Linked DNA regions of Sus scrofa: region 1 is linked to region 2. The links are chromatin contacts, called in public HiChIP or PLAC-seq maps. All regions are on one chromosome and are shown on one strand. Each heading gives the region's core, a stretch centred on a gene start, on an enhancer-like site or on the middle of the called end of the contact. The rest is flanking DNA. Distances are from core to core; before and after follow the strand shown. Region 1 holds the start of NFIL3 (nuclear factor interleukin-3-regulated protein). Region 2 holds the start of CKS2 (cyclin-dependent kinases regulatory subunit 2).

Evidence for each region. HiChIP or PLAC-seq counts read pairs in DNA pulled down with a chosen protein or histone mark.
Region 1: a contact with region 2 is called in an H3K27ac HiChIP or PLAC-seq map of alveolar macrophages, with 10 times the contacts expected there. The contact joins the promoter of NFIL3 here to the promoter of CKS2 in region 2. A contact is called at or near these places in 1 of 5 promoter capture datasets (liver) and 1 of 2 datasets of contacts at active chromatin or transcription factors (alveolar macrophages).

The regions. Positions count from the first base shown.
Region 1 is chr14:2,601,282-2,605,859 of Sscrofa11.1, reverse strand. NFIL3 (nuclear factor interleukin-3-regulated protein) reads left to right here and starts at 2,086. Exons shown (of 2, transcript XM_001928870.6): 1 at 2,086-2,218.
Region 2 is chr14:901,389-906,071 of Sscrofa11.1, reverse strand. CKS2 (cyclin-dependent kinases regulatory subunit 2) reads right to left here and starts at 1,310. Exons shown (of 3, transcript XM_003132790.4): 1 at 1,097-1,310. The coding sequence starts at 1,155.

The DNA.
Region 1 (4,578 bases), core at 837-3,336, 1.7 Mb before region 2:
AGGGAGAGAGGGGAAGGAGGTTTTGACCTTCTTCCTTCAATCAAATCCCTCTTCATCCTTCTCCTTGCAGGAACCTGGTCACAGCCCTACTGTACAACCAGGCCCATGTTGATGTCTCCCTGGAATTTGTTTCCAGTGCTTTAGGTTTTATGCTCCATTTCCTCTGGTTAATCTGCCAGTGCTTGTCTATTCTGTAAATGTTCTAGGATATAATATTGGACATAGCACCTCTTGAGTCATGGGGACAGATCGTTCGTTCATTGCACTGTGTAGTGGTTTCCTAATCACCAGGAGGAGCTAAAGAGTTATTTTCTAAGCTGGTATCACAGATATCTTTTACACTTCATCTGATTTCCAAGTAAGATGGTGATTAAAAATGATGCAATAATATGATACAAGCACAATCCAGAATACCCTCAAGTAATTAGAGGCGTGTCAGGCTTCAAAATTCAGCATAAAAAACAGATTCCAGGTTCAGAGAGTTTCTCCGCTATTACCAACTGAGGTGACTTCAAGCCTGTTACCTACCTTTCTTGAATTTCAAGTTCTTTTTCTATAAAACTATTTTCCATAAAACTATTTTCTGCCTGTTCTATGACAGCTTTGGATTCTGTGAAATTATTTAAAAAAAAAAAACAGAACAATGTGGGAGAATATGTTGTAGATGTGCTCTGGGGGGCTCTGGATTTCTATGAATTAGCTCCATTTCTAACCCTGTAAAGGTAACTGACATGCATATGGTTTTCATTTCATCTAAAAGTGGTTTTTCAAAGCTATAATGGGCATTGTGAGGACTGAGGATGAGGAGGAAATGTATTATTGCAAGTGAGAAAAGTGGAGAATATAAACCAAAATCAGGATTCATTTTCATCAATGGAGTCAGTTCTTTGGAATAAATATCTAATACAGGTGACTGACTCAGAAGCCACACACAGATGTGCTTCTTGAATTGGTGAGCACTTGGAAAGGTGCATTTGGGGAAGATGCTAAAACCCATATTGCAGGTCTATATTGTCAGAGCCTTGTTGGTAAATCTACACCTTACCAGGTGAATCGTGAACATGTGTGTGTTCTGAACAGCAGCATTGTCCTTGGAGAATAGTTTGAAACGTGAAGCTTTCCAAAACCTAATATGTGATAAGAATGTTTAAGCATCCATTTGGGGGTACTTACAATTCCTCAGTAAGAGACTGAGGAAGATAGAAGAGACAAACTTAGCAAGCAGATTTTCTATTGATGATAGACCTCGGTGAGGGTAGCTGGGAGAAAGGAAGGTGTTCACTCTATATTTTGGTGTTTAGTTCAACTTTTTTAAAGAATATTTTATCATAAGAAAAAGAAGTGGAAAGTCATGCAAGGCATTCAGCCCAGCTTCCACACAGTCCAAGCAGAGCAGGAGGTCTTTCCGCACCTGCCACATTCCCTATTTGGGCAATCTGTGCGTCACTATCAAGAATATGGCTCCCTTCGTAAAAGGCAGGCGCTGCCGCTTTTATCGATTTATCTATCTATCAGGAAATGCGCCGTGTGTGTGCCACGTGCCTTTACAGTCTTTAGCTCAATGACCTGACTCGCCGGGAGGTGCCCTTTCCCCCATTTCTTTACGTCTGTTACGTAGCCCGGGAATTTGGGAAGAAGACAATTGCATCCAATTAGAGGCAGAAATGACCGACTTGCTTCTACTTCAAGATCAAGAGACTCTGAACCTCTGTCTCAAGCGCCAGCAGCAAACACCAGCGAGCGTACAGGATGGGCGCACCCGGCCCGCGGACCCGCACTCCGGGCGGCCACTCTCGGCATGGCCGGGGGAGGGGGCAGATGGACCTTGGCCAGCTTCGTTTCCCAGTCGTGTTACGCAACAACTTTGCAGCCGTCATCTTCGCCCTAATTGTGTAGGGGGCGGTGTTCGTGCGTTGCGCTTTCTCCCCCCACCCCACCCCCCGCGCTCCCGGCCGTCGCGCTCCCAAGGGAGACGCGCGGGGCATTGTAATCGCTGCCAACGCAGCACCGCGGGGCTCGGAACCGCCACCCGCCTCCCTCCCCTCTGCGGCCGGCCCTGAGTTCTGGCCGCTCGCCTGCGCTCACCCTCGGCCTCCTCTCTCGCCCACCCCCAGGAGGAGGGGTCCTCTCGGCGTTTAGAGAGGGGAAGGCGGAGGTCCCTGCCACGCCCGGGTCGAGGCAGCCTCCAGCCCTCCGCCTGGTACTCGGTCGGCAACAGGTAGCCTGGCTCGCTGAGCGCTCGGGGAAACAAAACGCGCCTCTGCGAGTGAGCGAGGGTCGCTGGGCTTAGGTACCTCGGTGACCGAGAGGGTGAAGGCAACGGTGAGGGGAGAGGGACGGCAAGGTAGGGGGTCTCGGGCCCCTCCTCAGGCTTGCCCCGGTCGAGGTGGCCACGCTGGCCGTTGTGCAGCCCTGAAGCGGGGCGCGAGGCGCTGGGCGCGGGTCCTCCAGGCGCTCGGGCGGTGGCAGTAGCCGCGGCCGGGAAGGGACGCGGGCTGCTTGCTGGTGGCGCTGCCGGGAGGGGGCGCGGGCGGGGGCGGGGCCTGTGAGAGCCCGCCCCCGCCGGCTGCGGCCATTGGCGGTGGGCTGGGGGCGGGTGCGGGCACAGCGATTGGGGCCGCGGCCGCCCGTCACGGCTAGGCTGGCGGGCGGCGACGTAGCGCCGCGCTCGGAACTGACCTACTAACACACATCTCCCGGCGCGGCCACGGCGCCCGCGGACCCGGCGCGCCGCCCGCCTCCCGCGCCGCGCCCTCGCCGCTCCTGCCGTCCCGGAGGCCTGGCCGGACCCGGATCCCTGAGCGCCTCCAGCTCGGCTCCCGACTCCCTGCTCTTTCTCCCTGTCGCCCCGGCTCGCCGGCCCGAGAGCAGGAACACGGTAAGCGCTCCGCCCACCGCCTGCCCGGGCCCGGTGCCCCGTTCCCCGCCCGCTCCTGGGGCGCGCGGCCGGCGGGCACTGGGCGCGGACCGGGCTGCGCGCGGGGCCGGGCTGTGCGCGGGACTGGCCGGCGGCTGCGAGTGTGCGCGGGGCATTCATTACATAAACTTTTGCTGCCTTGTCAGGAGGGGACTCGCCACCTTAAGGTGGCTGCTTTGATTGCAGCGCCCTCGCGCCGGCACGTAGTCCGAGCTGGCTTGCGCTCCCCCCGCCACTGTTGCATAATGTCTCCTGATTTCAGGAAAATTGATGTTTTGGTAGAGAAGAGCGCCGGGGAGACTGAGCCATCTCCTGGGGAAGGGCAGCGCTCTTTCCTTTCTCGTGCCTTCTGCGGGGCTGGCGGCGGAGGAGAGGAGGGGGGCTGACTAATGGGCAATAGTCTTGATTTTCTCGTTGAGAAAGAGCATTGGTAGCGTGAACGGTGACGGCATTCGGAGAATGCCTGCGCTGCGTTTGTTTGTGTCCGGGGCTGAGTCTGCACAGACGTTTTCCACCCTGTTTGTCGTCAGCGTGTTTTACCAGCGCTCGGGGAGGTTGTGGGATTTGTCCTTGCATACATTGCATAATCTGCCCACCGTGAAATACTGGCAAGGATTACGGGCTGATGTGGGAATGTGCGCGTACGTGTGCAATGATTTGGTAATTTTAGCGCAGCATTGGATATCAGATCTTTATTTACCTGTATACTACGTTCCCAATTAAAAAGATGTATTTTTAAACACTCCTACAAAACGTGAAAGGAAGAATTCCTCTGGTTGTATTCTGATCTTGGATACTGCCCGGGCTCGTCCCTTGGGTGTTCTAAGCTATTATTTTTAAATCTGAGACGAACCATTGTGACGTTCACCTCCCCACCTTCCTAATGTTAATTCATTCCTTTCGATCAGCCCTTTTTCTTACCTTAATTGTCATTGCTTTTTCAGACACGGCAAGACAGATCACATAATAGTTTCCTGGAAATGTTGCATTATGTAACTGACGAATTTGCTGGCAGTGAGCATAGGAAGAGGGAGCTAATTACGTGATTTTAAAATCTTGCTACAAAGAAAGTAGGACAATCTCAGCCTTTAAAATGTCACTGTAACAGTTTTATTTTTTTTAAGGATATTTTAAACCGGAAAGTAGACAACTGGGTAAGCATTGAGTATGCTCAGACTGCCGAATGTGTCTTTTGCTCTAAATGAAATGTGTGTTATTCTAAATTTAGCCCCAACTATCACATTTTAACAATTGTGGCCTCACAGCGCTATTTCTGGTGTTTTCTCCAGGGCTGTGTGCAAATATAAGTTCAAGGCCATTTGCTGTAGTTTTAACTCCACGCCTTCCGAGACCTTTGATAAGATTGTATTTTTAGGACGGCATTTCGCAGAGCCCAGTGATTTGCTGGATGCTGACTCTCATTTATCTTTTTAAAGGACACTTTAGGAAAGTGCTGTTCCCTGAGAACAGCAAGGGATGGCCGAGTGTCATCTTCTGGTCTTGGCTTTTGTAAATAACAACAGCGAATGAGGTCACGGTATTTATTTCAGATCGGATTTTTTTCCCTCCAGACCAGATATGATTTATGGGAAGCAGATATAGGTTAGTAGATTGTGTTCTTGTGGGAATGCCCTAGTTTTATTCATGCGAGCATCACATTA
Region 2 (4,683 bases), core at 61-2,560:
AGTTTTTCTCCAGAGAATATAGATTTCTAAGGTACTAAGGGGAGAAAAAGAGACCACCCACTGTTAAATCCTTTCTGACTCAAACAGCATTCTGGGAAACGTAATCTAAAAGGAGAGCAGACGTAAAACCAGGTCACTGCTTGGCCCCTCCTACCCGTTGGTAGTTTTCTAGAACGCCACGTCCTGGACACCGCCCAGGGGAACTGGGTGGGGCTGGTCTTTGAAGCCACGCCCCAGTTTAAGGCTAAGAACTTTCCTCCCTAACACCGTCCAATTTGTCTATTTAACAGATTAATTTAGCAACTAAACTACACTCTACTCTCTAGAGCCTCACTTCATGATGCAAAAGTCAAGTATCCCTCAAAGCCAAAAACTACTTGGCAGGTATACACTAGCCGGAAAAAAATGCCCCAAGTCCACTAGAGTTCTCAATTTAGTCTCCAAAGGAAGCTCTTTTAATGACCCATGAGGGTTAATCGGCACCAGCGGCCACCAAAGTCGCCAAACTCAATACACATTTCAAACCCCAAGGGAAGTTCATTTTTCGGGGACTTCCCCTCCCCCCAGCAACATTTTTAGTGCCGTTAACTTCAAATGCAAAAAAATAAAAATAAAAAAGTTGCTCTGACGATGTTATCAAACTACAACTACTCTTCCGACAGCCCGGCGCCCGCTCCGACTGAGACGGGATTTGCAGGAAGCCAACTTGGAGGAAAAGTTCTTAAGAATCGCTACGCTGCTACAGGAAACGGGCTAGATTTTGGCCACTGCGGGTCCGCTTCGGCCCTCGGCCCCTTCCCTTTAAGGCCTGACACAGCACCAGAAGAGGCCCCTTCCCCGCCCGAGCCTTGTCCTCCTCACAGACTGGAACAAAGGGCGGAAGCCGGCTGGGCCGGGCCGCCAAGCGAGGGGAGCCTCGCGCTCCCGCCAGGACGGCCGGGCCCTGACACGGCCGCGGCTCCAACTTCTCTCCGGCCCCGGCCTGGACCCAGACCCCAGCTGGATGAGGTTCGACCCCGACTCCCGGCCCTGGCCCCTGGTTCCAACTCAGGCCCACTCAGGGCCGCGGCTGAGGGAGCCCGGCCGGCCGGCTTACCGGTACTCGTAGTGCTCATCAAAGTATTTGTCGGAGTAGTAGATCTGTTTATGGGCCATCCTGCAAGAGGGCGGGTAGCCTGCGCTGAACCGAAGCGACGGGATGCGAAGAGCGAGCGCAAAGAGCAACACGACCAAGACGGACCAAAGCAACGACTCTACTGAGACCAACCGACCGCAAGCCGAACGAGCCCGGTTTGAATCCGACAGCCCACCACTGATTGGACAACGGTGTCGACCAATCACCTACGCTCTCTCTGTAAGGCCGGAACGTGTTTCCAGCCTATCGTCACCGCCCCTTCGCTGCATTAGCCCCCAAGATTAGCCAATCAGAAGCCTGTTGCGAAGTTGGCCAGGAAAGATGTGGATGATTGGCGTGGCGTGAGGGCGGTGAACTCCCTGACGGAAGAGGGCGTGGCCAGGAGAGGGCGGAGTCTGGATGTTAAGGGCCGCAAGGCGCGTGCTCCTGAGCTTAGAAGGTTCCAGGTCGGCAGAGCGGTTGGGGCTGTGAACCTGAGGGAGGGTATCGCGGTGTTTGGTGAGGCCAGGGGATGGGCGGGGACTGCCTGTGGAGCTGCCGCCTGTGCGCAGGCGCACCGTTCAGTCCCGGATGCGAGGCTGAAGTCTGTGGGAGGCGAGGAGAGTCACCTCGCCACCCCCCGGGCGTAGGGGAGGAGTCGTCTAGAGGGCGCTGGAGGTCAGGTTTGGCGCTGTATGCACGCGGGAAAGCTGATGTTGCCCCTGAGTTGAGGAAGGTGTCCAGATGTCCCACTGCGATGGTGGTGCAGTGAGGTTCCGGAAGCTCGCCGCGGAGTGATGGCGATGATGAGGTCGTGCACCAGAGCCCGCTTAGGTGAAAACTGTTTCTACCCTATTGCATCTGCGGATAGGCCTGTGCGCGGGTATATGGAAAAATAAAAAGATTACTAAAATAATGGTGTTTAGTACAGCACAGTGCAGTTAAAAGTGGTTTGTAAACGTCCTTTTGGCTTCTTAGCATCGAATCCTGGTTTAAAATACGTGTGCGTGTAAAATAAAGTTGCTGGAGAAAAATATGACACAGTGTAAGTAGTGGGGTTTTTTTACACGTCAAAGTGATCCTTGTGTTTTTAACATTTTCCATAACGAGCATGTGTGATATTTGTGCAGTGTTCTAGCACAATACAGGTGAGAACATCATCACGTCCCCACCGCCTCCCTCACACAAGATTAGCACTTTATTCTTTGGCTCTCAGCCTAAGGATTCTTTCCTCTAAAGGCCATCTTCATCACCTTGTATGGACGAAGTCCCCACCTTATGAAGGCCTGCAGGTTTCCTGCCAGGCAATTGCAGGCACGGAGTTGCATGCTGCCTGGGGTACTGTCTGACCCCACCATTGGCACTGTGAGGTACTCTCCATGAAACGAGTGTGGAGGGCATGTCTTGTTTCGTTCACTGCTGGATACCCAGCACATAACAGTTTTTTGTACTCGAGGCACACTTCATAATTTTTAAATAACTGTAATGTATGCCTAACTAGTTAGGCATAATGAAGTACTGTGATAGTAGAGCTGTCAATAAACTGTGAAGGGAGTTGGGTAAGGAAATCACTAACTTTCTGGCCCAACCCAGAAAAGAAAATCTTACTAGGGGTTGTTTTTACAGAGACTTGTGGAAAATCTCACAGAAAAGTCGATTAATGGGAGTTCCCGTCATGGCTCAGTGGTTAACGAATCCGAGTAGGAACCATGAGGTTGCAGGTTTGATCCCTGGCCTTGCTCAGTGGATTGGGGATCCGGCGTAGCCCTGAGCTGCGGTGTAGGTTGCAGACACGGCTTGGATCCTGCGTTGCTGTGGCTCTGGCGTAGGCCGTTGGCTACAGCTCCGATTCGACCCTTAGCCTGGCGACCTCCATATGCCACGGGAGCAGCCCAAGAAATGGCAAAAAGATACATATAAAAAAAAAAAGTCTATTAGTATAATCAGCTTATATATACCAGTCACTCAGCTTCAACAATTAATATTTGGCCCATCTTGTTTCATGTTTCCCCATCTTTCCTTTAAAATTTTTGAAGAGATCCCAAATATAATGTCATTTCACTTGGAGATGCTATTTTTGTGTATTTCTCTGTACACGGTGTACAGTCTCAAGAAAATTTTACCATTCATCACCATATCACTACTATACTTAAGATTGTTTATTATCTGATAGCTCTTTTCTACTTAATCTCTTTGGTTATTGCTTCATCTGCTTCCCCCTGCCTGTCTTCCTATACTGGCTCAAGAAGCCTGAGAAAGACTAAAGGGTCCTATATCTATTAAGTTGAAACAGAAATTAAAAGTTTTCCAAAGAAACTCTAGACCTGGGAGTTCCCATCGTGGCTCAGTGGTTAACGAATCCAACTAGGAACCATGAGGTTGCAGGTTCGATCCCTGGCCTTGCTCAGTGAGTTAAGGATCTGGCATTGCCCTGAGCTGTGATGTAGGTCGCACATGCAGCTGGGATCCTGTGTTGCTGTGGCTGTGGTGTAGGCCAGCGGCTACAGCTGTGATTAGACCCCTGGCCTGGAAATCTCCATATGCCGTGGGTGCGGCCCTAAAATGACAAAAAGGAAAAAGAAAACTCTAGACCTAAATGGCTTTACAGAAAAGTATTACTAAGCTTCCACATTTTACCAAGAGTTTATTTCTTAAATACAGAGTAAAAGAGTTTATAAATATATTCTATGAGACAAGAATAGTCTTGATTCAAAAACCAAATAAGGTGAAGTTCCCATCATGGCTCAGCGGTAATGAACTTAACTAGCATCCATGAGGACACAAGTTCGATCCCTGGCCTCCCTCAGTGGGTTGGGGATCCATTATTGCCCTGAGCTGTAGTGTAGGTCACAGACAGGGCTTGGATCCCATGTTGCTGTGACTGTGGTATAGGCCAGCGGCTGAAGCTCCTATTGCACCCCTAGCCTGGGAACTTCCAAATGCTTCGGGTGTGTACCTAAAAAGCAAAGCAAAAAAAAAAAAAACAAAACAAAAAAAACCAGAAGAACATTATGAGAAAGTAAATGTCCTTTTCACTCAAACAGATAACATTTAAAAATCCTGAATAAAATGCCAGCTTAATTCAATTGTGTTTGCATACCATCTATGCAAAGATAGATGGTAATATTAGAAGAGCTGTTCATCTATTTCACTACCTTAACAGTGTAAAGGAGAAAAAATGATCCTCTCAATAGATGTAGAAAAACATTTGCTTAAATTCACCACTTTTTCATAATACAAATTCTTTTTTTTTCCCTTCAACCACACCAGCAGCGTATGGAGGCTCCCAGTTCAGGGATCAAATCTAAACTCCATCTGTGACCTATGCCACGGCTCCGGCAGTGCTGGATCCTAAACCTACTGCACCACAGTGGGAACTCATATAAACCTACCACTCACTGTTGATACCACCCTTAGTAATTAAGAGTAGGAGGAACCTTGTTAACCTTGTAAAAGTATCTATTAAAAAAAGCATAGTTAACATAATTCTTATGAGGAGACATTAGGCACATTCTCTTTAGAATGTCCTATTATCTCCAATTATGTTGAACAATGTACTGGAAGTCAGG